Linked DNA regions of Mus musculus: regions 1, 2, 3 and 5 are each linked to region 4. A link is a contact called in public ChIA-PET, Hi-C and promoter capture Hi-C data. All regions are on one chromosome and are shown on one strand. Each heading gives the region's core, a stretch centred on a gene start, on an enhancer-like site or on the middle of the called end of the contact. The rest is flanking DNA. Distances are from core to core; before and after follow the strand shown.

Region 1 (5,238 bases), core at 2,050-4,549, 320 kb after region 4:
CAATGTCATATCACTGAGAATTAAAGACAAAAATCTAATGACTCTAGATTTTAAAAGGGATTTGATAAAATATAACAACCACTCACAATGAAAATGATCAAGAAACTAGGGATAAAGCCTGTCGTCTATCTGACAAGTGTGTCTGCATAAGCCCAGAGCTAGGGTGAGTGAGAACGTCTGGGTGTGTCTAGTCCTAGTGAAGTTATGAACAAATGGCGCTAGATGTGGAGAGGAGGAAGTCCCACGTGCACAATCTCGTATACCGACTCACGAAAGTGGTATTTGAACTAATAAATCCAGAAAAGCCTGCAGGACCTGTACTTTTATGTTTGCAACAACAACAACAAAAAAAAATCCAGGAGAGAGAGAGAGAGAGAGAGAGAGAGAGAGAGAGAGAGAGAGACTCTCTCCTCCTCTTTGCCTCTGCTACCCTCTTAACTCCACTCCCCATGCCCTGAATAAATTCTATTCTATACAAAAAAAAAAAAAAGTCTGTTGAGCAAATGATACCAAAGAAACTGGCCATTTGCTGAGTTCCAGCCTCAGCTTGAGAGAGGGTCCTAAGAAGGGGGTGTTTGGGAGCAGCAGTAGAATTACTTGCAGTCAGTGATGGATGCAAGCTGACAGCTCTGTGATCTGCTTGAGAGATAGCTTTCTCATGCAGACTAAAGCCCAGTCATTTATTTGCATAAGCTACTTCCTTAGACATTGCCTATCAGTTTAATCATTTACCTCAGGTTCCCTTTTGACTATTCCACAAATCAGCATTTTGTGACCCTTAACTCTTAGAAATAGAAACTGAAATACTGAGCACTTTCAAGGCATATATATATATATATATATATATACATATAGTAGTATATATATTGCAATATATATTTATATATACTGCAATTTTATGAGCTCTTGTTTGTGCTGATGCAAGCAGCATTGAAGCTCATTTTTATTATTCTTAACCACTTCAATATATTCTTTTAATCTTTGGATCATTTCTTTTTTAATCTCAGTAACTCCAAGGCTTATTATGGAAAAGTATTAAGTGATCCCAGAAAGTAGGAATATCATTAAACCATCACCTTTTTTCTGGATACCAAAGCTTTGTCCATTCCCAACCTCTGTTTGGATCACAAATATAACTACCTCCTTTAGGGAGTAGAGTATATGGATCAAATTTAGTTGTTGACGGCTTCCATGGATGAGATCACCATTTTCCCACTAATTATATAGCCATCTATCTGAGCCTTATTTTTTAACTCTTCCTTTTCTCTTTTATGATTCAGGTTTTCCCCTCTATTGCCCAAATCATCTCTTTTCTTAATATCTTTCTGACAGAGCTGACTCATTAGTGTAGCTGCCTCCTGTTCTTTCAGGTCTGTGAAGACCCTCATACAATTCATATTGCATCCTTATATTTTGCAGAGTTGTTAAATCCTGTAAAGAACAGTTCTCACACTGATTCATGTATTCTTGAACTCATGTTTTCAGAGTTATTTCCCACAGCCTTAAGGGCTGTCCTGAAGGTCACAGCACCATCATTTTGCTGAGGATCCCCAGAAACATTCTTGCTTCCTGGAATCACACTGTTTGTGATTATTATGGAGCCATTAACCTTGGTAGGGAGAACATTCTCAAAAAAGAGGAACATGAAGTAAATCATGTGCTTTATTATGCAAACAAGCCTTATGACTAGATTACCTATCAGCACTCAAGGAGACCCACATCATGCTGTCTCTGCCCCAGGGGTGGGAACTGTATCACATCATCACTTCGGCGGTCATGCCAAATCCGGCAGGCACCCACACAAAAAACAATACATGTGGACCCTTCCTTCACATTCTGTATAAAAGTTAAGTAAAAATGGATCACCCATGTTGACATTTGGCCTCCACAAACGTGCTCTCGTGTACAGCACATAGGCAAACACATACAAACAGTCCCCAAAACATGAGCATCAATTGATGATCACAGCAGCTCAAAAGTAAAACTAAATATCTATATGGACAAACAAAAATATAGTGTATCCATACAGTGCAATAAAGAAATGATACATGCTGCAACCCTGAAAACACTGGAGTCATCTTAAGTTAAAGAAACCACAACGATGGCATATACTTCATGACTTTATTTATATGAAATATTCAAAATGGACAAAACTTTAAAGGTATAAAAAGGAGGATGGAAAATGGATGGTAACCTACAGGGGTTCTTTGTGGGATGATGAACCTGTCATAGAGTTGGACTATGCTGTTGCTGAGATATAGCTCAGTTGATAGAGTGCTTGCCCAGAAAACATGAAACCCTGGGTTTCATCCCTTGCACTGCATGTAACCAGCTGTGGAGGCATAGCCTATGCTTCTAGCAACTGGAAAGGTAGATCCCCAGGTAGCAGGAGTTCAAGGTCATTATAATGAATATATATGCATATATATAATATGAATAATATATACTAATGTAATTATATATTAATTATTTAATATAATATAAGCTATATCTTATATTTACATTTGCATTTATATAAACAAAAATTTATATAAATATGCAATTATAACTTTTAATTATAGTAATTAAAATATATTTATAATAATTATTATGATATACTATAACAAATTATGTTAAAATGTTATATATAATTATAATAATATTATACATAGTATATTTAATATAATAATAATAAGCAATAATAATTTAAATCCTCTGAGATAGAAAATGCTCCTTGACTCTTTTCCATGAAATCTTTAGCTTGTCTTTCATTTTAAATTAAATAAGGTAAAAAAAAAATATATATATATATAGGCTGTAGTTCAACTACATTAACATAGTTGTTGTATGCTATCAGTGAGGAGGTTCACAGAGTCTCCACTATTTCCATGTGTAGCTATTTCTGCTGCTTCATCTCCTTAGCTGCAGTGCCCTCTGCTGCTTAATGCTGATAGAGATCTTCTGCTTCTGGAGAGCCACCTTCAGAAAAAAACCGAGGCACAGAAAAATTCATGAATTAAAAGCACCATGTTAATTTAAGAAAACATTCATAACTCACACATCTTGAAAAATACCTATCCAGGAAAGAACTGATCTTAAACACACAACTTCATAGCATCCTTTGCAGGATTAGCACTCTGGAGGCTACTGTGTACATTCCAGACTGAGGGGCTAGGTGTGTAGTACAACAACGTATCCCTGTCCGTCATTAACATACCAGGGACCAGTCCAGCGATGCAGCACCAGTGCCCAGCACATAGTGGACCAGCAGTGATGCCACACTCTGTGTCCTGATCTCTCATCCTGCTCTAATGTGCAAAGGCCACAGGAAGCACCTGCCTACTGTGGGCAGTGCCGTTGAGCTTGTGGGAGACACACCCTACTTCCTGCCCTCAATAATCTCGTCCAGTCAGGGCGAACGTTATCAATGAAATTAAAGTCTATGTTAAAATCTCCTCGGAGTAGGGAGATGGGCAAAGGAAACAGCCAATCCTACCAGAAGTGGAGCTTAAAACTGGGCTTGAACGGATGGATCATGGGGTGGGGGAGGAAGTCTGAGTGAAGAGCCAGGGAACTCAGCGCTGCTTAGGTGTGATCAAGGGAAAGGGCCCCAGTTCATGGTTGTGGATGTCGGACACTGTGGACAAGGGCAGGGGTGATTATTCTCTTTCCATATCGCTCTTAGGCTTCTCTTCAGACAGTGGAGCATTGTACATGTTCACTCACCACTCAAACGCTGGCTGCTGCCCTTCCAAGCAACAGCTTCGTAAGCCCATATATGCATCTGAGCCGGAGCCGGAGCCAGAGCCGGAGCTGGAGCCACGCCCAAAGCCATGAAGCCTCCTTGCCCACAACAATGGAACCACCACGGGAGACAGGCAGGAGTGCCACACCAGAATATAGCAGCCACACAGACATGTCGCTAGCGTGCCCTTCTCACTCTCAAGGAAGAAGGAGGAATTCTGAAAAGGCCAAAAGCAGGCCTTACCAAGAAGCTAGTTGATAATCAGTGGGTCTCTGGCTGAGAATAGCCTGGGAACTTAACCTTGGTCACAGGAGAAGTAGTAGGGAAGTGACTAAGATTGCTTCTGGGTGGCTCCTATACAGAAGCATGTCACACCCGGGGCACATCTCTAACCTATGCTGAAGGATTCTTTTGGGGGGTTGGTGGTAAGAGGCCCACCTGTGTCCATTGTAATTCATACATGTACTTAGAGTTGGGTCCCAGAGTCTGGCGAGTGTGAGAGGGTGTACCAGCCAAGACTCCACAGTTGTGTGGCCTTGGCTGAGCACAGCGGTGATGCCTGTCTTTCCTTGCACCAGCTCTTCATCCCCAGTCCTGAATACTTTCTGCCAGCAATCATAGTCAACCTCTTTAATGCCTCAAGTGCCATTGCCAAGCTGGAGACCTGAGAGACCTAGAACACAGAGCCACCCTGACAAAGAATGGAAAAGAATGTGGCGACCTAACTAAACGGCTACTCTGTAACCCATAAGGCTAGATGTTGGCATGAACCCACAGCCCACAGCCTAGAGTAAGTCAGTGGTAAGGGTGCAGTCATTCGAGGGAAGAGCCCAGCGTCAGGGGTAAGTGCAGACTCACACTGCTCACCCGAGAAAGGGGCACGCTGTGATGCCTGCCGCCCACGTCTGTCAGGAGCATAGTAAGGCAGCCTTAAACCACTCACTGGGCTGGGGGAGATCACTCCAGCTCTGAATGCTTTTATTTTGACATTTACTGTTGCGCCTCTCATTTCTAATTGTGCTCACAGGTCACTGCAGCCTGCAAGAGATTAGCACTTGTGGACCACAGTGGTGTCAGCATTAAAACCAACACCCAGGCCTTTTAGATCCAGGAGACTGATAGTTCACCTCTGGGATGAACTCAAGTGTAAGGCACAGAGACAGAACTATGACAGGATAAATCCTCACGGAAGAGAAATATGGAAGGCATCACTACAATAGAAGTCTCTATTTTCCAAAGCAATCATTACTCAACCATCTTTTGAAGAGTAAAGATGTTGCCCACCCCTGAAACTCCAAATGCGTTTAATATGGATCCCTGAACATGTGCAAGGATTGTACTAAATTGCTTTCACAAACGCAAATTATTGCAATCAGCATCTTGTTTTCTAGTTCTAAATTCAAAGGCAAACTATTAACACAAGACTGCCACTCTTGCTATTATCACACGTCCTTCCTAACAAAACCACATCTCCAGATGGACTGACGACAAAATTAGTCCAGTGACTCCTAAGA
Region 2 (5,220 bases), core at 2,005-4,504, 290 kb before region 4:
CCAGGAATATAATTCTATTTCTTTTCTGTGTAAAAAACATATGTCTATGTTCTCCAAGCTTCCCTCACCCCATGCCCTGGTGCTTTGGTAACATTTCAAGTAGCCCAAGTGGTCCGTGACCTCACTGTGGAGTCAAAGCTGGCCTTGAACCTCCTACTTTCATTTCCCAAGTGCTGGGATTACAGGCTTATATTACTTCCAAATAAGAAAATGCACAGAAGTAGAATAGCTCCTGTCCTTTGAGTAAACAGAAGGAGAAGACAGAAGCAGGGGAGGGAAGAGAAAAATTTAGCAATGGAGAAAGAACTGTCACTGCTCTTAAGAAGTCACACTCCACTAAGTCTTCAGGTTCCCAAGAAAATGAAAAGAGAAGGACAATAGCTAGATACTAGATGTTAAATTAAACCAGAATGGCTCCGGAACCAAATGTCCTAGCTGTGTCTCCGACACATTGCTTCTTGGTTAAAAATCCTTTTCTCAGAGGTGTTCCTTTCTGCCTGCACTGTGGGTAGCAGTCTTGGTCATGTATGTTGCTGTACCAATTACAGACGCCATCCCACTCACAAAGCACATAGACACTCTATCATAGGAAGAGAGGACCCAGAGCTCAGGGGCACTTGTAGAATTCTTGGCAGATACAGCACAGTTCCCAAAAGCAAAACAAGAAAGTGTACAAGCTGAACAAAGCCAAAGGCACTTGAAACTCAGTGCTTATAGCTTGGGGGAGAGTTCTATATGGTCCATGAAATGGAACTGGGCAGGTATTTACAAACTGTCTTTCTAATGGCCTGGGATTCTGGACACAAAATACATCTACTCTCTGCTTCAGGTATCCCTCTCTGCCTGTACCACTTCCTAAAGATGAAACTATTAACCAGAAAACACATTTTTGTAAATGTATGCTCTGCCCACTCACAAAGGATCTGATATGACTCATGGTTATGGATTCATAGGCCATACTTGAAGATGAAAAAAAACGTAATAGTCAAAGGAACTTTGAAATAAAGCACCATCATATCCCTAAAATAACTAAGCCGCTACTGTTACACACTGAAGTCTTCTTAACACCATGGCCACAAGGGCAGAGTACAGGGCCTCACAATTTTAACTGTCCAGAAATGTGTAGTGCATACAAGATCTTGTAGAGACTACCGGTCAGGATGTAACTTATCAAATGGCTCTTGTATAGGTCACTAGAAATTAAAATAAATAGATGGCAACACTTTTCCTTGGAAATGGAAGACATGGAAGTAATTAACTCTTCAGCCCGGTCTTGGACCATGTTAAAAACAAACTGTAACCACTTGGACATGCCCCTGTAGATACATAGACAAGGAGCCACACTCACAAAACCCTCCTACGCTTAATTGCATCTACTGCCTTGCTACCATTAAGTTACTTACCCCTCCTAGATGCTGAGAGTGGAGGGGAAGTCTCAGTTTTAGTCAGGATGTTACGGTTGGCTCTCATTTCCAAATCCCCAATATAAATCTTTAAAGCACACCAAAAATTAAGAAAGGAACGAAGGACTAACTGATGTAAAACTATCTTGAATTAAATGAGTAATAAACTATGGAAAATAAGCTTTTTAAGTTTTTGCTATTTGATCAATATATTTTAGTATTACGATCTTAAATGAGCCCATCTCCAGTAAATATAAATTACGGCGACTATGATCCAGTGATTTGACAGGATTTCTTTTCAAAGCAATATTTCAAATTAAATCAGACTCCAAACAGTTCATATGTAAAACATACGCTGAGGGACATGAGGACTAAAAGAAACAAGATTTCATTCTATAGATGTAACTGAGAGTTTTAAATTTTTTTAATTTTATATATTACTATTATTGTGAGTGGTGTGTGGGCACATGTCTTCCTTTATGTAGGTCCTGACGGTGGAATTCAGGTCACTGGGCTTTTAAGACAAGAACCATCTTGTCAGCCCTTATGGGGCTTTTAATCAGAAAATAAATGTGACCTATGGTACATTAATCACAGCAGCAGCTGACTCTAAAGTGTTTGTCAAATTCACACTCCTCCTGGGCTTAGAATCACCCCAAGGCTGATCATCCCAAAGCCACTAAGGGATGAATAATAATTAAATTATCGGTGTTGTGTACGTAAGTAAACATTCCCAAGCAAAAGTTCATCATGCCCTAGAATTACTATTTTTTGAAAATCATCTTTCTTTGGCAAGTGACACTATCGACTGAAAGTTCTAAAACAGCAGTTCTTAACCCGTGGGTCCCGATAACCCTTTGTGGTTAAACAGCCCTTTCACAGGAGTCACGCAATCAGGTATCCTATTAGGCATTTACATTACAATTCACAAGAGTAGCAAAATGAGGTTATGAAGTAGCAACAAAAGTCATGCTATGATTGGGGTCCACACACCTGAGGAACTGCATTAAAGGGTTGCAACATTAGGAAGGTTGGGAACCACCGTTCTAAAAGAAGAACTGACTAAAAAATCTCACATGAGTCTTTCTATGCCTTGGCAAAGAAAGCTATGTTTCCTCACTGGCAACAAAACTTCTTAATGTGAACAGAGTCATTTGCAGGAAGTCTGCATCACCTCAGCCTGTTGCCAGGATTCTGGGTCTGTTGCATGGACACCATGTCCTCTGGCACCTGGGCATGCCAGAGCTCTACGGCAAGAAAACTAATTAGCTTTGTATATGATCACATTCCCAAGAGCGTCATAGCCACCAGCATCTCTCTATGGTTGGATCATTCTTCTCTCTGTGGTGGTGATATGGAGTATGATGGTTAAATGAGAATGTCCCCACAGTCCTGGGCATCTGAACACTTGGTCTGCAGTGGTGTGGTGCTTGGGAGATTTAGATGTCTTGCTTTGCTGGAGAAAGTATGTCACCAGAGGCAGATTTTGAGATTCCCAATTTGCTGTTTCATGCTTGCAATTTGAGATGTGAAGTCTTGCTTTGCAGCTCCAGATACCGTACCTGACCGCTGCCATTCCACCCCTCCATGATGACGACGGACGCTTAGCCTTCTAGTGCTATAAGCCCAAGTACTCTATTAAAAGTTGCTTTGGTCATGGACTTTTATCACAGCAGCAGAGTCTAGACCCAAACTTGCTGACTGGCAACAGACATGGAAGTAAGGAGCAGACCACCAGTTTCCCTGTTTCCCTTGGTATTTTCTTTAACCTCCTCCTGTGGAGGGAGCAGGAGTTCCAAAAGTGGTAGCTCACTGACACAAAGCTATAAGTAATAGGAAAAAAAAAAGAGCTTTCACTTTCACATTGCTATTTAACAAGACACCAAAGCAAACCGTGTTTACCAGGTCTGTGAACATTTATGACAATGGAGCCTTCATGGACGGATATCACAAATAAATTTTCATCTGTTTTACAATCATTTGTATTACACTTTCAACGGGTCACCTTGAGAGACTGTCCTATTAACAATCAAAAAGGGTTACCACTTCTTCTGTCATAAGACTGCAACCTAACTATAAAAACAAAACAAAACCAAGGTTTGAGGTAGCCTAAAGAGTGGATAGCCAGTTTTAAATACTATATTCACCGAATAAGCTCTCAGTATAAACTTTGTGTGACTGTGCCTTCTTAAAGTTTAGATGTGGAAAATGAATGCTTGAGACTTGGGGGATGGCTCAGTTGGTAAACTGTAAAGTGCCACACACATGTAGGGTCTGAGTTCAGTTCCCCAGCACCTAAATAAAAATCCATCACAGTGCAAAATCCTTGTAATCCTGCCACTGGAGGCAGACAGACACGGGCCTCCGCATTGTTCTCCTAACAGCCATTGAGTTCTGTGCACCTGACAGCTTTCCCAGCCCAAAGCGCCAGAACCATTCTGTAATCATCCCAATACAAACACGTTAGATTTGTCCAGCAAGACCCTACTTCTGGGAGTAAAGTCTGTCCTGGTTTGCTTTTAATTGTTAGGATAGAATATTCTAAAATGTTCCTAGGAAAAACAACTTGAAGAAGAAAGGGTTTATTTCATATTACAACTCTCAGGTCACAACTCATCATTGAGGGTAAGAGTTCAAGACACAAACCTGGATCAGGAACTGAAGCAGAGATCATGGAGGAGTGTTGCTTACTGGCTGGCTTCCCCTATGTCTCACTCAACTTGCTACTTTGTACAACCCAGGACCCCTGCCCAGGGGTGACACTGCTCTGAGTGTCACCTCCTACATCAGAAAGAAAATGCCTTACAGCCTTTGCAACAGTCCAACTGGGTGGAGGCACTTCCATCATTGAGGGTCTTTCTTCCCAGGTGACTCTAGCTTGTGTCAGACTGGTCAAAAACTTCCCAGCACCACTAACACACACGTTTCTTTCCAGAAAAGCTATCAAAAGTCAAAAGCTTCTCAAGTTGTGTTTTTGCATATTCATGATGATCATGGCAACCTGCTACTTTTTTCAAAGTTTGATAAGATATACTGCTTCAAATATATAGATATATAGATATTGTGTATGTGCATTTATGTATCATACCATTTATTTCCCATGAAGGTAATTAATCCAAAATAATATTTTCGCTTTATCCATGCACTGTGTCATTAAATATCTCCATATATAATCAAATTCAGTAAAATGGCAATATGGCTCAGCAGTTAAGAGTATATTCTGCATAAAGATGAGGAGATGAGTTCAAATCCCTACACACATATAAAATAAGAGCTATAACCATGTACGTCCGTGACCTCAGCACTGCTGGGGTTAGGGGGACAGAAACAGAAGGATCGCCGGAGATTGCTGGCCACTAGCCCAGCTACAAGTCCAGTTATAGACTCTACATCAAAGAAATAAGAGGAGAGGTATAGAATAAGATACTTGATGTCCTCCTGTTGTAAATATAATGAATGTATTATAAACATAAATGTGTGCATGTGTACACATGTGTTTCATATTACATTTACACACACACACACTCAGCTACAATGTACTTATTTTAATAAACATGTAGAACAATCTACATCAACTATAAACTATTCCCTACCAGTTCTAATGAGTAACATCTACCCAGTTCACTCATTTCTGAAAGCTATTTTTACATCTTTCTGGTTATGATGAGCTGTTACTTTAAGTTGGGAAAGATACTGCTTTAAATACTTGTGTGTATCTGTATAAGTATCTGTGTGGATACACAAATGTTTATTTCTTACTACTAGTTCTACACAAGTTTAAGAATAACAAGAGAGAGATTTAATACTTTGGAGGCAT
Region 3 (4,714 bases), core at 426-2,925, 390 kb before region 4:
TACAGAGTGAGCCAGAGAGACCTTTACAAAAGAATTGTTTCCAGAAGCCTGTAAATCATAGCCTTACTCTATCCATCTTGACAAATGTCTTCTCTTTCCATTTGGATGATGAAGAGCGCACCTGATTCAGGCTCTGCTGACAGGCACTGTCCTCAGTGACAGGTGGCATATTCCTTAGGGCAGGAACTAGAGAAGCAGTGGACACCCACTGCTGTGGGAACCCTCCTGACACTGTGCCTGCACTTCTCCACTACTTGTTAAAGCATATTGCTTTAAGGAGACCAAAAGAAGCTTGGCTAGGTAGCACCAACATGTTGGATGTTGAGACTTCAGGCACCCACAGCTTCCACATCCGGAACAAACATGTCAGTGTGAATGATGGCAACTCCCCCAGTTTTCTGTTGTTTTGAGACAGAGTCTCACAGTGTAACACGTCTCGGTCTCTGAAGTGCTGGGATCACAGGTCCACGCTCAGTTTCGACTCCTTTAGTTCTAAGATCCCTGATTTTAGGCCTGTATGAGCCTCAACAAGTTACATGTCTTACAATTACAGTCACTTGACTTGCATATTGTATGATAACCACCATTATTACAGACACAGCCATATTTTCACTTCACTGTATTTTAAGTCACCTTTAGAGATCATTTCTAGAGTTTTAAACGTCAAATTGAGTGCTATTTGCTAAGTTTAAGGACCACTAACAATGTTCTCCATTACTTTGTGCATCTAATTATTCTGTGCTATTTTCCATTCATTTTTCTCCCTATCCAGAGTTCATCTCTAAGAGCCTCAGCTACTGAGTAGTGTTTATCTATTATCAATGGAAGAGTTTTCCAATGAGACTCACACCTGGCCAAGGGCCGATGGAGATGGGCATTATTAGGGGGAAGTGAGCAATGCACTGGGTTTAGGAGCACACACCTGCATGAGCATGGCCCATGGGAGGAAGGTCTGTGAGGTCAGTTGCAGGCCACCTAGTATATAAGTGGATGTCCCAATAGCTGACCAAACCAACGCCCACTGAACACTTAGAACCTCTCTCTTCCAAAGGGAAACAAAGTGTGGTATGTGGGAAGCATTAGATGGCAGGATTCTTGACTCTCAAAAATACCATGAAGTTTCACTGGTTTCGAAAGAAAAGATCAGACTAAAAAAATTAACTGGTCCAGGTGCCCTTCACTATGAAGGAGAAAGATTCTCAGACGAAACTGAGGCATTGGCCATTGGTGGCTCCGCAGGGAAGTATAACCTGCCCCCGCTCGATTCTGCTCACAATTGCAGGCAGCATGGCGCCCTTGGCTGGGGCGGGGGGAGGGGGTGACTCATGTGTGCAGAGGCCAGTGTGGGGTCTGAGCTTGCATCACAACCATCCTAAAAGCCGGACAGCGACTCAGGTGACTTACATTTTAGCAGTCATTTAAAAAGTAATTGGCTTCTTGAAAGAGAACAGGTTTTAAAAGTTAAAGTTTCACTAAAAGCATGTACTGCTATTGGAGAAATATCATAAAAGATATCTTTAATGTGACCACTACAACATACAGTGAAAATCTATGTACAAGGTGCGGCTTCCACCCGGCTGCCCATGCTGACACAGCACATCTTCAGCCAGGCAGCCTTAGTCACACTGCACATTGCCCTCAGCTCCTGGGTTCTTACATTCTGCTTAGTAAATATGGCTCAGCAAGCACGCCAACAAATCCTCTGCAGCGCCAAGACTGGCAAGCACACACAGTGAGGTGTGCACATTCACCATTTCACCAATAAATACAAACTCAGCAATCCAATCCAGTTCCCCCGAGTGAGGGAACTGCCTGTTTCTGCTGGAATACGGCAAAGCACTGCTCTTCACAGTGGGACTCAGGGCGTTTTGTATACAAAGACAGCATGTTTGGGCCAGGATAGAGTTTCTTGTTAAAGAGTTTATTTGCCTTCACACGTGGGTTGCTACATACATTCACAGCAGTGATGGGCTGCAGTTGGGTATTCCAGTTGTGCTCCGACAGACATCCCAGCTCTCATCCTGATCAGTGAGCCAGTGCGCCTGCTGACTGGTTCTCGGTGGGAAGTCCACAGTGACTGGGAGGACCCTTAGTCTCCATTTTCATCACTGGCTTTCTCGGGGATGGCTTCTAGGCTCCGGCGTGGCTTCTGGGCCTCGGAGTTTTCAGTGCCTGGTTTGTTCAGTCCACAGGAAACAGCTGCAAAGTGGATCTGCTTCAGGTTCTCCAGGGTCTCATTCTTAGCATATTTCAGAAGATCCGCTTGCCCCTAGAACAGAACATGGAATTAAACAGCATTAGACGGACAGAATGTTGCTGGACACCCTCACGGCCATTCTGCAGACATATAGGCGTTGTGATTCGGCAGAAGAGAGGCTTGGTTTTTATCGTTACCACATCCGAGGAGGTCGATTTTAGTCAGAAGGAGACGTGTTCACCACCGCACTCCACAGTCCTCTGCCTTTCTGCATTTCCATGTAAGACGTGAACACATCTCTACTACATTGCAACTATTCTCTAGACTGTTACACCATATTTTTCAAGGATGAGACTACGTAACCAATCTTGGTTGTTCCTTTTAATATTCGTTTTAATAAGTAATAAAAAAGTGTTCAAACTCATGAGCCTCTGGGACCATTTCACATTTAAGGTATCCCATGCAAATAATAAGCCAATTGCCATGGTAGATCAGTGGCATAGCTGCCTGAAAATTGTACAGGATACTGGTGACATGGGCTTTTTGAGTGTCTCCTGCTCCTGTAAGTAACTCCAGTAAGTCACTGGTTCTTCCAGCTGCACTTGAATCAGATCTTTGGTTCATCGCCGCCTGTTTGTTTGCCTGGTGGAAAGGGGATTCCGCATAAAAGGCCATGTAGCAGTATGAAGTCAGAGAAGGACACACACTAGTGAGTGGTCCCGTGTGTCTAGTTTGTGCCCTTTCCCCAAACTTACCTGCTGACTTACAGTATCAGAACCAGGAAGTAACATTTGTCCAGTGTGCCCCTTAGTTCTGTTACTTTATGTATACGGATGTGAAAAGGAGGCAGGAGTGGGGCACAGTGGGTCACTGTCTAGTCTGAGCTGATAATGGCTCTATGCAGTTTGTCTACTCTGTCAGTCTTGCCTCTGGAGGCTGGGTGGCCTTGTGCAGCTTAGGGTGCTGAGGAGCACTGCTGCAGCTCGAACACATCTCCTGTTCCTCGCTGACAGGTCTTCCCACTACACTCCTGCCTTTTCCCCCTACTCTTTCTTTCTTTCTAAGACAGGGCCTCATGTAGCCCATGCTGGCCTTTAACTCACTATACAGCAGAGGTTACCCCCAGATTCCTGATCTTCCTGTCCCAAGCTCTGGGATTCTGACCATGTTCTTGGTTTCTTACTCTTCTTGTTCACTAATCTGGTTGGGCATTTTCTCAGTTGACGTTCCCTATTCCCAGATGACTCTAGTTTGTGTAAAGTTGACATCACAGCAACATAAAACAAACAGAACACAGTTCCAGGCATTTTATTAATTACTTGTTAAATTTTCAGATAATATATATATATAAGCAATGAACCTGTGAACTAAACAAGTCTCCCCCCCCCCCCTTGTTATTAGCTGCCCTTCTGTGTTAGTGCACTAGCCAGGACTTCTAATGCCACGCTGAAAGCAGGTGATGTAACTACAGGACAGCCCTGATGTGCTGCGGATCTTTAAGGGGAGCTCTGAGACTCTTACCACAGTGTCACATCAGCTGTGGGCTGTGCAGATGTTCTTAGTGGTGTTGGAGTCCCTCCTTCTTACCATGAGGACTAAGAATGGGCGCTGGATTCCATGTCAGATTTCTTTTCTGCAGCTACTGCTATAACTGTGCAATGTTTCTTTAGCCTACTGATGTGACATATTACACAAATTAATTTTTTCAAGCTGAGTCACCTTTGCATATCCAATATAGATTCCCCTGTTCATGACATATACATTTTTAAATTTTACCTATATCCATGAAAAATATTGGTTTATAGTGTTTTTTTTTTTCTTGCAAAGTCCTCTGCTGTAAGTATTAGGATAATGCTGGCCTTATAAGACTGTTTTGGAAGACTATACTTTTTGAGGAATTTGTCCATTCTCTATACAAAGTTTGTGGGCACAGAATAGTTTATGATATTATTTTGATATCCTCAGACTGTCCACAGGATCTGAAATCCTTATATGTTCCCCACTAGTAATTTTTGTCATTTTTTCCCCCTCAGCCTAGATTGTGGCTTATTGATTTTATTATGTTTTTTTTTAACAGCTCTTTGTTTTGTTAATTTTTAAAATTCATTTACCGTCTTCATTCTTTGGTTACTACTTGAATATTACTTTTGTTACTGAAGATTAGTTGGTCTTTTGTGAAAACACCTTCTATGGCTTGACATGTTCTGGACTGGGCTCCTGATGCCTGCTTTCTCCCTCCTCAAGCTTCCCTTCAGTTCGAGCACCCTTGTTCTCAATGTCACCTGAAGCAAAGCCCCAGTGTCACCACCAGCTCCCTGCCTGCCCCTCCCCCGCTGCCCCTGTAAGATGCAACTCTGCAGTAACTTTGAGTCAAGCGCTTACAGCTGCATCCCTTCTCACTGCCCCGCTGCACTCTAAGCCACTGCCATGTTTCTCTAACCACGGGACTGGAACATTCCTTATTTTCCCTTTCAACATCACAGCCAGAGAGAGCCAACTATGACCCAGCCATAAAAT
Region 4 (5,164 bases), core at 182-2,681:
CACCAATGAGAGTTAGATGGTTTTGGGTTTGCTCTAGTCTGCACGGTGCTCCCCGTCCCCTCACGTCCGTGCTTTTCCTCAGGATGATGCCTTGCCAGAACACCGGTGTGCTGCAAGGTGCTCAGCTCCAAATCGGGCTGCACCGCTTCAGCTTTCCCCATCCAGCCAACGCAGGAAGGCCTGGAGCTACAGAGTTTAGAGCCATCTCTCCGCTGCTCATTAACCAACCATTCCAGCTGTCTGTAGTGGGTTTTTTTCTTCTCTACACTAAAATGAGGACAGTCCAGGCCCTTTGTTAGACTGTTCACACCACCATGTAGCCACCTACCGAAGGCCAGTGGAGAATCGGATCTTCACCGCTGTAGTTTCGAGCTTAATTTTAGTTTCAGAATTTTGGAATTTCCCCCCTTTCAAATAGGTGCAATCTACCCTTATTTGTTTTATTTTTATTTATTATTTTAATACTATTTTCTCCATCATTGCTGCATGGTTAGTGGCAATCTTAAGCTGTTTTGCCAGCTTTAAAAAAAAAAAAAGCTGTAATACTTATCATCTGTACAAAAGGTAGTCAGGACGGTATAAGTACTAGGTGGTTCTGCCGTAAGGTTATCTCCACCAAGCACCCTACAGCTCGGCTCTGCTGTAGGTAGGTAGGCCCCGTTTCTCTGGCCTTGAGAATGTTCTAGAATTCTCTCAGCTGGCCTAGCTTGTTTCTGTAAAGCCTACAAGAGAAACGCTCACACTGCAACCTAAATTCCACGAAGGGAGGGATATTCTCTCGTGTGGTCTGGTCACTGCTGTGTCCTTTGTACCGGATAATTCGGGCATTTATTTGAAGGGGCGGGGGGGGGGGAGAAAAAAAACGGAAGAAAAAAACTAAGTCCTGATGGCTGACGGGCCGGCCCGTGAGGCATGAGGTGCGCCTTCCACATGCACCCGGACTCAACCTTCTCAATGTGGCTGAAAAAGAGGGTGAAGGGGCCCGGCCAGGCAAGGCCTGCTCTCTAGTCGTGCCGCCCGTTATTAATTTCTATTTCTGCGGGCATTTTGTAAATTTTAAATTCGGCCGCCAAGCTTTGCTGACGGGATAACGCCATGCCTTCGAGGTGCCATTTTTGAGGTAATGACTTGAATAAATGCTTTCCTGACAGAACTCTGAGCACCGTCCTGCCCAGGACTTATTTCACAGGGGCTTCGGACACGGTCCTGGGGGGGCTAGGGAGTGGCAGGAGTCGGTCCATCTGTCTGTCAGTGAGGCTCGGGCCTGCTCGGCAGCCGAGACCCTTACGTAGATGTCGCGCATGCTCCATGCGCACCCCTCACGCACTCCGTGGGCGACGTGGGTCCCCTGGCCCCCCTTGCGAGGCCCTAGCGCTGCCGCCTATTGGCTGTAGCACGTCACGAGGCCAGCCACGCACAGTCATCCCCCCGGGGCGCGCAGCCCACGCCTCAGTGACTCGGCGACCCTCAGCACGCTCGCTTCGGGACTCCGCTGTCTCCGTGGCCGTGGGCTCTCTTTCCACCACCGCCTCGGCTTTTTTTTGCCCGTTGGCCGGCTAGGCAGCCACCTCACGTAGCTGCCCCGTCGCGTGGCTTCTGCTCCACCTTCGAGGTTTTACCACCCGAACTCTGGCCGCCATCATGGTGAGTCGAGGGCAGGCCCCGGGGTGGCAGTGCAAGACCAGCCGGAGGCCGCGATTCCTTACGCGGAGGTTTAAAAATCGGCCTTTTCTGGTGTAGCACAGAGAAGTGGGGAGAGGGCATAAAGAGGGTCCTTTCATATTTCCGGTTCTGGGTTCCTCCCCCACCGGACAGCCCCCAGGGTGAGGCCTGGAGGACAAGAGTGGCGGCCTTGCTGCCTTTGCGGCCTACACCAGCACTGAGGGGTTGCGGGGAGATGGCGGGCAGCCCTGGGGACCTCGGGCAGCCCCGGGGTGGGCCACGTGCACGGCCTGGGCGTCACGTGACGGCTCTTTCCCGCCTTTGGGCCGCGGTGCCCGTAGGAGCAGGCCTTAGGCGAGGCCTGCCGCGGCCCAGCCCCCACCCCGCGGCCCAGCTCCTCCGCACGAGCGCCCGGGCTTCCGGGTCGGAGCGCCGCAGCGCGGGCGCCTCCGCCAGGTGGCGCCTAGGCTGGCCGCGCCGGGTCCTGCGGCCTGGCGGCTTGGCCGCGGCGTGGAAAGGACCCGGAGGGCGTGGTTATCGGGAGGCTGAGGGCGGGCCCTGTCGCCTGGTGACTGTGGGTGGGGTGGAGGCGGCTTTGCGGGAGCTTGGCTTGCGTGGGCTGGGGGAGGAGCCAGAGGCCTGAGCCGGGCGGGGGTCGGGGAAAGCGGGACCGGACAGCTCTGCTGTAATCGCCGCTGCCGCCGCCAGCAGACTGACTGAGGCGTTGCCAGGCTAGCTTGGGCTACTGAAAACAAACGTTGATAGCCATTTAATCACAAATCCGTTAGATGTTGCATGTTCGTTTAAAATTTTTTTCCATTTTAGAGGTAAAGGAAGAAATTTATACTACTTATGACCGATGTTAACTTAAGTTGGAATTCAAATTAAGCATTTATAATGTGAAATAGGTACTTGTCTATCACAATAATTTAAATCGCACAATATTGGACCGTTTTCTCACTACATTAGGGTTAAACATTTGATAACTGCAGATTTTTATCTATTGGCCAGTATTTGTAGCATACATGGGAATTTGCTTAGCATAGTGATTTAATTACATTTCAAAAATGTGAATCCTGAAATCTTTAATAACTATTCTCAGCTTCTAGCTATATTTGATATGTGGATTTTCCAATACAATGAAGTATGGTACTGTACAAAATAGGCAAATTTTTGTGTGCTGGCTCATTGCTGGTATTCTAATATTTCTCATAGCTAATTCAGAGGTATAATTAAATATGTCTTAAATTTAATACAGTTTGTTTTCAGTATGCTATTATAGTCCATTGATGAGTAAGATACTTTCCCACCAGGGTCAGTAGTGGGCATTTAGGTGTGTGGAAATTTACAATTATTGGGGACAGCAGGGGGCCATATGGAGCCCTTTAGAAGTTCAGGTCAACTCTGGCAACATAAGACGTCATTTAAAATAAATAATTGTACTCAAGAAGTAGAGGCATGAGTTTGAAGCCAGCCTGGTCTACATAGCAAGTTTTCAGGACAGCCAGAGTTACATAATAAGATCCTATCTCTTAAGTATAAAATTATACTTTCTTAAACATCAACCTGACTTACAAGTATTTGGTTGTAGAGTGGTTTTGGTCATATTTAAAAAGTAACTAAAGCATCTATCAGTTGTGGGTGTTTTACTTATTAAGCATACAGTAGGAATTAGGTCTTATTAAAATGGATTCTTTGCTTTCTTGGTTTTGAGTGCCACCTACTGGATAAGGACTAGGATATGGTGTGCCTTCTTTAATACATAATACACTATTATTTTGAGACCGATTTAATATTTACTCTGATGAAGCAGGTAGTTTAAGCCCAAATCAAGCATCCTATAATATTTAATGCTTTATTTTCCTCCTTATTAAACTTTTCTCAAACGTCCATTTTACTTTTTTATAAAGAATACAATTAGAAGACATTTGAGATTTTTTTTTTCCTTAATTTTTAAGGCAGGAAATCAAGATCTTGAACAATGGAAAGCAAATTCTTCCCAACAGTTATTTTCCTCTTCAGTTCTAGAAGTACCATAACAGGATTTTTCATCACATCCCTATACAGGTTATGGTCCTAGTAACACATTGTTTGGGAATCATTTGTTATGGAAATATCCCTGGCTTCCTACCAGATGCCAGAAATTTACCTCACTGTTGACATCCAGAAATGTTCCTAGACATAAGTACCCCTGCAGTACTGAGAGTCAGTGCATTATAACTTATATTCTGGTTAACTGGTAAAATATTACACTTCTAAGTTGAAATGCATCCATGTATTGTGGTACAGACATCAGTAAAAAGGATTATCGAATAAAAATATATCCTAAGGTCATCAATACAAGAAGAGTAAATTGAGAAATGGAGTCCTAAAAAAATTACAGAACTATTGTTTTATGTTTTGAGTTTATTTTTGAATAAGAAATTGAGTAGAGATGGGTAGATTTTCTATTAGTAAATCAAATCTAGTCAGGTTCTAAATAGTCCAAGATGCATAGCATATGTAGTATTGCATTTAGGATTAAACTTAAATCGTAACATAGTAAAAGAAGGAAAAATTTAATAATTTTGCTGCCTGCCATTTCATTGTCATGAAATATCACAAAGGGGATTTACTGTTTAAAGAAATAAGGTAGTTCTCAAGTAGGAATATAAAATAGCAAATAAGGACTTAAGCAGATAAAAGCAAAAAAGGTCAAAAAAGTAAAGTATTGGACAGTTTTTCATTTCTAAAATTTGTATGAAGTTAATCTTTTAAAAACAAATTGACATTTTTAGCTTCTTGACAATGTATACATACATGTAAACAAGTTACATATACTAGCTTTCCCTTAGTGTTCAGTATTCATTGTCAGTTTCATAAGTGGATTTTTCAGTGGGTATGACATAATAATAGTTTACTAAAATTCCATCCAGTTAATAAAGTCAGCCAAGATAGTAAAATTTGGAGGGAAAAACTTTTTTAACTCCATTGAAAATAAATTTAAATACAGGATACTTAACTCTTAATAGCATACTACTTTATAAAACGAGTTCGCCAGTTTTAGTCATTCTCAAAGTAATCTGCCAGAGATGCACTCTGGCAAACATGCTGCTTATAACTTACAGACATAAATCTAGGTATTTTGATTTAAGTTCATTTTTTTGTGCTTTGTTATATTGCCTCTTCTGTACACACACTTATTTCCAATAAGTTCTTCTTTAGGAAAATCATGTTAATCAATTAAGAATCTACTGTATGAATTGCCAGTGGAGCTTGTATGGTGTTAGTCAAGAAACAAAAAGCTATTTCAGAACATGCTTTAAACACAATAGTATTAGGGAATAGGAAACTGATGTGTCAGTAATTTCTCATAATTCATTTACTTCTAAATGTGATTGACTAATCACATTAACATGGGCATGTTAAGGTTATAGAATTTATATTAATTTAATAATAGAAAGGCAAGGAAAAATGTAAGAGTTTAATACTTTTTTTTGTTTGGGGTATTGAACAGCTGTGT
Region 5 (4,941 bases), core at 2,318-4,817, 260 kb before region 4:
ATATCTTTCAACTGACCAGGACTACGTTCACAAACTAAGGACAGAACTTCTAAAACAGCTTCTTTAATCCAGAACTTCTGGGGGTAATCAAAGATGAATAGCAAACTAAAATTTCCTCATGAGGAAACTGCATCAAGATCTCATGTATCCATACGGCAGAGAAAGGTGCAACCCTAAGATGGAGAACATCTTCCCAGGCAAGCTTGAGAAACAGTATAAAGCTTTGTAAGCAAAATGCTAAGCAATACTGTAATGCCTTGCCTTGTCCGCACAGCAACTATTGCTGAAAGAGCACATTTGGGGGCAGAGGCTGGGTGACTTCTCCTCATTTCATCTTTATAGTTAATTCAGTCTTCCTAGTATACTCCATAATTCAAAAGTAGCTTGCTTTGGTTTTATTTAATTAAGTAGATATGTCTAACAAAACTCTTCTTAGGAGAAACTCAGATGATAATTTCCCTCCTCCCTCCAACACACAAACAACAGAAGCACTGCAGCCCCCCAGCACTCTGGAATAAGTGCCAAGAGACAGAAACAGCAGCATCTTCCTGCCAGGTGCTGCCAGAGACAGCAACTGTCTACGGTGGGTGGAAACGGGGGTACCTTCTCTCTTGGCTCTGCTTGCTTCTCTCTTTCAGTCTGTCATCACTGTGACCTGAGCAACAGCCACTATAAAATGGTCCCACTTCCTAATAATACTTGTTTTTATTGAATGCACTATGAAAATTAAAACAGTTTCTTCTCAGAAAGTAGTGCTGGAATCAGCCTTAAAGGAAAACCAGAACTATGAAGTTGCAAAGCTGAAGATGTGAGCTATAAGTTTAGTTCATAGTACTATAAGAAAAAATAAATAAATAGAGGACTGAAGACAACACATCCACAGAGAAGCAACTTCCCTAGAATATCCATCTGGGCAACACTGCAACCAGGTGGACTGGAAATAAGAAGAAAAGGAGATAACCATTCTGAATTCTTGCAGTCAAAAAGAATGCCACTATCTGACACAGATCTCAGAGGTGGAGGAGGACAGAAAGAAGGTGGCTGTGTGCTCTGGGAGAGCTCCTGGAGGCCTAGAGGATGGCTGGGCTCACAGACCCGAGCGGCAGCCCCTTGAGGGAACTGACAGCCGCAGTATCTGTTTCTTCTCTCTGTTCAGTTCTTAGAAAGGAACAGGGGCTGAAGGAGGCAGCCGCCATGGAAAACAGTGGACTGTGGCAAAGCCCTAGGAGTTTAAGAAAACAGAACATTGTGGCTCTCTTATTTATAGCAATTCTGACCAAAGCAGGGATAGGATCAGCAAAGAGCCTATTCATATATTTGTTGAACTTTAGATCTGCAGATAGAATAAATATCAATTAGGAGACAGTCAAACACAGCTGTTCCCAATACTAGCTTTGCTCTGCAGGAGCAAAAGGGAGGCCCACTATTTTCTCTCAGTTTGAAAGAACTCCTGAAAATTTGGCTGTTATTCCATCTACTCAAAGAATCTTTGCCTGTCTTCTAAACAAGAGGGAAAAACAGGAACCCAAGGGTCCCTTCCTTAAATCCAATGGGGAAATAGTCAAAGGCAAGATATACTTATCCACAGTAAGACTCTTTTAGACTCTGTGTGAGAGAGTGTGTGTGTGTGTGTGTGTGTGTGTGGTGTGTGTGTGTGTGTGTGTGTGAGAGAGAGAGAGAGAGAGAGAGAGAGAGAGAGAGAGAGAGAGAGAGAGAGAGAACGAACAAAGAGGAGTGCCTCTATGAGAAGAACAACCGTCTGGACTCTTAAGAGCTCTGGAAGACACACCAGGCAGATTTTGACAAGAAAGGGGGAATCATACAATTCTAGAATCATACAATTCTCCTGTGGTAGTCAAGTCCTGTGATATTTCTCCATCTGAAAGGAGAAATGTATCATCAGCCCCATAAAAGTCCCTCAGGGCCTGTGGGAAAAGTCTGCTGCCCCTTGGACAGTCCAAGGAGAATGACAGCAAAGAATGCTGAAAGACCCCAGGTGACTTGTCAGGCCAAACAGTGTGAAAATGCACTTACCAGTTACCCGTGGCTTCTCTTCACCCATGCATGGAGTGTTTTACCCCAAGACACCTATGCCAGAAGTACAGATATTCTCCTCTTACCAAGTTCCACAGTGGCTCAGCTGGTCGGCAGAGGAGGGCGTCATGGCAGACAGACACAGCTATACACAGAGAAGTTAGGAAAGAGCTAACGGCCATATAGATTTAGGAGGTGTTCAAGTACTGCTTTTTTTTTTTTCTTTACTTATTGAGACAGAGTCTCATGTAGCAGGGGCTGGCCTTCATGTAGCTGAGGCAGACTTATAAGCTTCTGAATCCCCTGCCTCGACCTCCCAAGTGCAGGGATTTAAAGGTATATGCCGCCATATTTGGTTTATGTGTGGTAATTGGGGATGGAGTCCAGGGTTATATGCACGCTAGGCTGAGCTACAAACTCCTTTAAAAACTTTTAATCAGAGCTAAGAATGACTGCGAAGTGAGTCTGTATTCCGGAGTGACTCCAAGGTTGTTAGATGACTTTGTGAAGGCACACTGACTCTTGACTGTCCTCACAGGAGATGGACTCAGATGTCCTCTCTCTTCCTATCCTTCAGGTCTTTATGGAAAGGTGTGTGTTCTACTCAACCTTGATTTTCAAGAATCAACACCAGTAGTTTTTACACTCTCTGAGGAAGCCCAAGTACAGAGCAGGCCCCTAAGTGCCAAGTCCACATATCTGCTTTTCTAAGTTCATTTTCCTAGCCATCCTCTCTTCGCTCAGCTTCACCTCCTCCATCTGCCCTTCCCTTCACCACAGCACCCTGCCAGTCCCAAGCTTCTCCAGTCTTTTTCCTTCAACCCCGCCCGCATTCAAACTCCACCTTCTAGAGCAACAACTTTTAACTCAGAGCCTCTACTCTCTCTCTTCAAACTATTCTACTGAAATGTGATTTTTGCCAAAGCCATCCACTATCTCTATCAACATCCTAAATGCCAAGAGTATTTCTGAGTCCTTACGCTATCTGTCAGTCAGAACAGCACTCAGTAGCTACTGAGCACCCGCATGCCAACATGGTATTCTATATGTCAGAGATGTCAGCTAAGTTTCTTAAGCTGACGCTGTGTGCAGACGCACACTGGCTGGAGAACGGCAGGTGGTATTCAAACCTCAGTCCTGAAGCCCAGGCTCAGCTACAGCTTGCTTCTTCCCTTGCTTGCCTCCCTCCTCTCTGCCTTGCCGAGTACTTCTCTTGTGTGTAGTCTTAAACACTGACATTGGCAGGATTCTGTCCTTGCCTGTTTGTCCCTGGGATGCTCACATGTCTTGGTGCAAAGGAAGCTCCAATTCCCCAAATTTTAAAAGAAGTCCAAAAAAATCCAGAAACTGATTCATTCTGGAACACGGGATGTCTGGAAGTTCAATAAAAGTCACCATTCTTCAGGAACTTGTGGAGCTAGATCCTTCTAGCAAAAGGTTGTAAACTTTACACCAGGCCAACTGTGATCCTTACCCTCAATCCCACACCTCAAGCTCCAACGCTTCTGAAGCTAGAAACCCGGCAAAGATGTTCCAGATGAGGTAACAGGACAGCTTATTTAGAACAGAGTGCAAACACGTGCTCCTTTTTAACTAACAGAAAGTACTGGATCAGACTTTCAAGCAACTTTTTTGGCTATTTCCATTTCTGTCTTCATTTGTTTGTACATGTGTTTGTGTTTAATTTTTGCATTTTGTTGCCACTATTTCATGTGCAATGTATTAGGAACATTGGCTCATGAAAAATATTACTAGAAAAAAAAACTAACTTTATTTGACCATAACTTTTATAAAAAAGATAAGCAAAATTAAAGGGAAATGTGACAGTTGACACCATATTGTGCAATAAAATGTTTTCCAAACATTCTGGCAAGGTTTGCTCGGTTCTGACTGAGGAGACAGCCTGAGCGCGAGCAGGACGGATGACTGTGTGTGACAGTCTACTTTACCCTTTTACAAGGTCTCTGCTTAAACTTAATTTGCGTTACGAAAGAAAAATACAAAATTCTTTGATTTTAATACACATAAAACATAAATAAAAGCTATGAAAGAGCATTTTCAAGGGCTGGAACAATGTTTCAGCCGTCAAGAACATTGGCTGCTCCTCCCGAAGCCAGATTCAACCGTCAGCGTATACATGGCAGCTTACAACCATCTGCAACTCTCGTTCCAGCAGATTTGACACCCTCTTCTGGCCTTTGCAGGAACACACATGGAACACAGACACATATAAATGTGAAACCCTTACACACGTGGGTTCTGTTAGAATTCCAATTGCTTTTTTTTTTCAGGCATGCCTGTCTTTCCTTCACCTTAAAAAGTTTTATTATAAATGGTTTCATTTCTTAGAGTAAAATTTTGATTGCTAGTTAAAATACATTGCATTTTATCCTTTAAAACAATTTGTTATCAATACCCTATACAGCAATAATATAATATCCAGAGCGAGGACATGACCCCATGATAACACCCTCAGAAACACCTAGACGGAGGTACAAATAATCCTATGTCACAGAGAAATGAATCGAGGGGTTTTCAAGAAAGGTGGCTATTCCCCAAAGTGATGCTACTAAAAAGGAGCAAAGCAACCCTTGGTATCTTTCTGTTCTAGAGAGCGTAATTGTGAACAATGGGCCGGTTTTGTTAAATCCAGAGCACTTTAAGGCTGAATAAACAGAAGGAACAGAGCTAAGGTGAAGATTCAGCAAATGACTGACTTCTGAGAAGCAAGATGGTAAAGGAGACCTGGAGAGTTTCCAAAAGAAAGTAATTTCAACTGTTCTCATGCAACATTTCCCTTGCAAATTGTGTTATTAGTGTTTATGTATAAAGGGTTAGTGAACCCCTGGCTTCACTAATTTGAAACAGTCACCATGAAAGCTAAGTTTGCCGCTTTAAAGAACAACA

The links. Promoter capture Hi-C pulls out the DNA fragments that hold promoters and counts their contacts. A called contact is a pair of places that touch in the nucleus more often than the background predicts. ChIA-PET counts read pairs in DNA pulled down with a chosen protein or histone mark.
Region 1: a Hi-C map of Th1 cells shows a contact between it and region 4, with 2.4 times the contacts expected there. The contact joins the enhancer-like site here to the promoter of Dazl in region 4. A contact is called at or near these places in 8 of 39 promoter capture datasets (the C10 cell line, the HPC-7 cell line, cranial neural crest and 5 more), 2 of 15 datasets of contacts at CTCF or cohesin (large pre-B cells and pro-B cells), 20 of 484 Hi-C or Micro-C datasets (B cells, CD8 T cells, the N1E-115 cell line and 12 more), 6 of 115 datasets of contacts at active chromatin or transcription factors (acute myeloid leukemia, embryonic basal ganglia, embryonic stem cells and 2 more) and 4 of 9 other capture datasets (adipose tissue, embryonic stem cells, liver and 1 more).
Region 2: an RNA polymerase II ChIA-PET map of memory CD8 T cells shows a contact between it and region 4, with 8 read pairs. The contact joins the enhancer-like site here to the promoter of Dazl in region 4. A contact is called at or near these places in 8 of 39 promoter capture datasets (HPC-7-derived erythroid cells, cranial neural crest, embryonic stem cells and 5 more), 1 of 484 Hi-C or Micro-C datasets (pancreatic cancer cells), 2 of 115 datasets of contacts at active chromatin or transcription factors (effector CD8 T cells and memory CD8 T cells) and 4 of 9 other capture datasets (adipose tissue, embryonic stem cells, liver and 1 more).
Region 3: a promoter capture Hi-C map of liver shows a contact between it and region 4. The contact joins the enhancer-like site here to the promoter of Dazl in region 4. A contact is called at or near these places in 8 of 39 promoter capture datasets (the C10 cell line, the HPC-7 cell line, cranial neural crest and 5 more), 2 of 484 Hi-C or Micro-C datasets (bone marrow-derived macrophages and hematopoietic stem and progenitor cells), 1 of 115 datasets of contacts at active chromatin or transcription factors (embryonic basal ganglia) and 4 of 9 other capture datasets (adipose tissue, embryonic stem cells, liver and 1 more).
Region 5: a promoter capture Hi-C map of liver shows a contact between it and region 4, with 4 times the contacts expected there. The contact joins the enhancer-like site here to the promoter of Dazl in region 4. A contact is called at or near these places in 14 of 39 promoter capture datasets (the C10 cell line, the HPC-7 cell line, HPC-7-derived erythroid cells and 10 more), 3 of 484 Hi-C or Micro-C datasets (adipose-derived mesenchymal stem cells, liver and muscle stem cells), 1 of 115 datasets of contacts at active chromatin or transcription factors (effector CD8 T cells) and 3 of 9 other capture datasets (adipose tissue, liver and macrophages).

What each region holds. Positions count from the first base shown.
Region 1 is chr17:49,966,687-49,971,924 of GRCm38.p6, reverse strand. No RefSeq gene overlaps it. Among named protein-coding and RNA genes, the nearest start is that of Gm52302, 65 kb to the left of the region's middle. Within about 2 kb of position 3,299, at least 40 of the 459 cell types and tissues checked have an H3K27ac peak or open chromatin away from gene starts, as enhancers often do. A contact at or near this core is called in CD8 T cells, the HPC-7 cell line, the N1E-115 cell line and 5 more, where this site is marked.
Region 2 is chr17:50,578,640-50,583,859 of GRCm38.p6, reverse strand. The region is part of intron 1 of Plcl2 (phospholipase C-like 2); the gene reads right to left. Among named protein-coding and RNA genes, the nearest start is that of Plcl2, 72 kb to the right of the region's middle. Within about 2 kb of position 3,254, at least 40 of the 459 cell types and tissues checked have an H3K27ac peak or open chromatin away from gene starts, as enhancers often do. A contact at or near this core is called in memory CD8 T cells, where this site is marked.
Region 3 is chr17:50,685,267-50,689,980 of GRCm38.p6, reverse strand. Plcl2 (phospholipase C-like 2) reads right to left here. Exons shown (of 6, transcript NM_013880.3): 6 at 1,487-2,269. The coding sequence ends at 2,090. Among named protein-coding and RNA genes, the nearest start is that of Gm41598, 100 kb to the left of the region's middle. Within about 2 kb of position 1,675, at least 6 of the 459 cell types and tissues checked have an H3K27ac peak or open chromatin away from gene starts, as enhancers often do. A contact at or near this core is called in liver, where this site is marked.
Region 4 is chr17:50,289,887-50,295,050 of GRCm38.p6, reverse strand. Dazl (deleted in azoospermia-like) reads left to right here and starts at 1,431. Exons shown (of 11, transcript NM_010021.5): 1 at 1,431-1,644. The coding sequence starts at 1,642.
Region 5 is chr17:50,557,032-50,561,972 of GRCm38.p6, reverse strand. All of the region lies in intron 1 of Plcl2 (phospholipase C-like 2), which reads right to left. Among named protein-coding and RNA genes, the nearest start is that of Plcl2, 50 kb to the right of the region's middle. Within about 2 kb of position 3,567, at least 11 of the 459 cell types and tissues checked have an H3K27ac peak or open chromatin away from gene starts, as enhancers often do. A contact at or near this core is called in adipose tissue, liver and muscle stem cells, where this site is marked.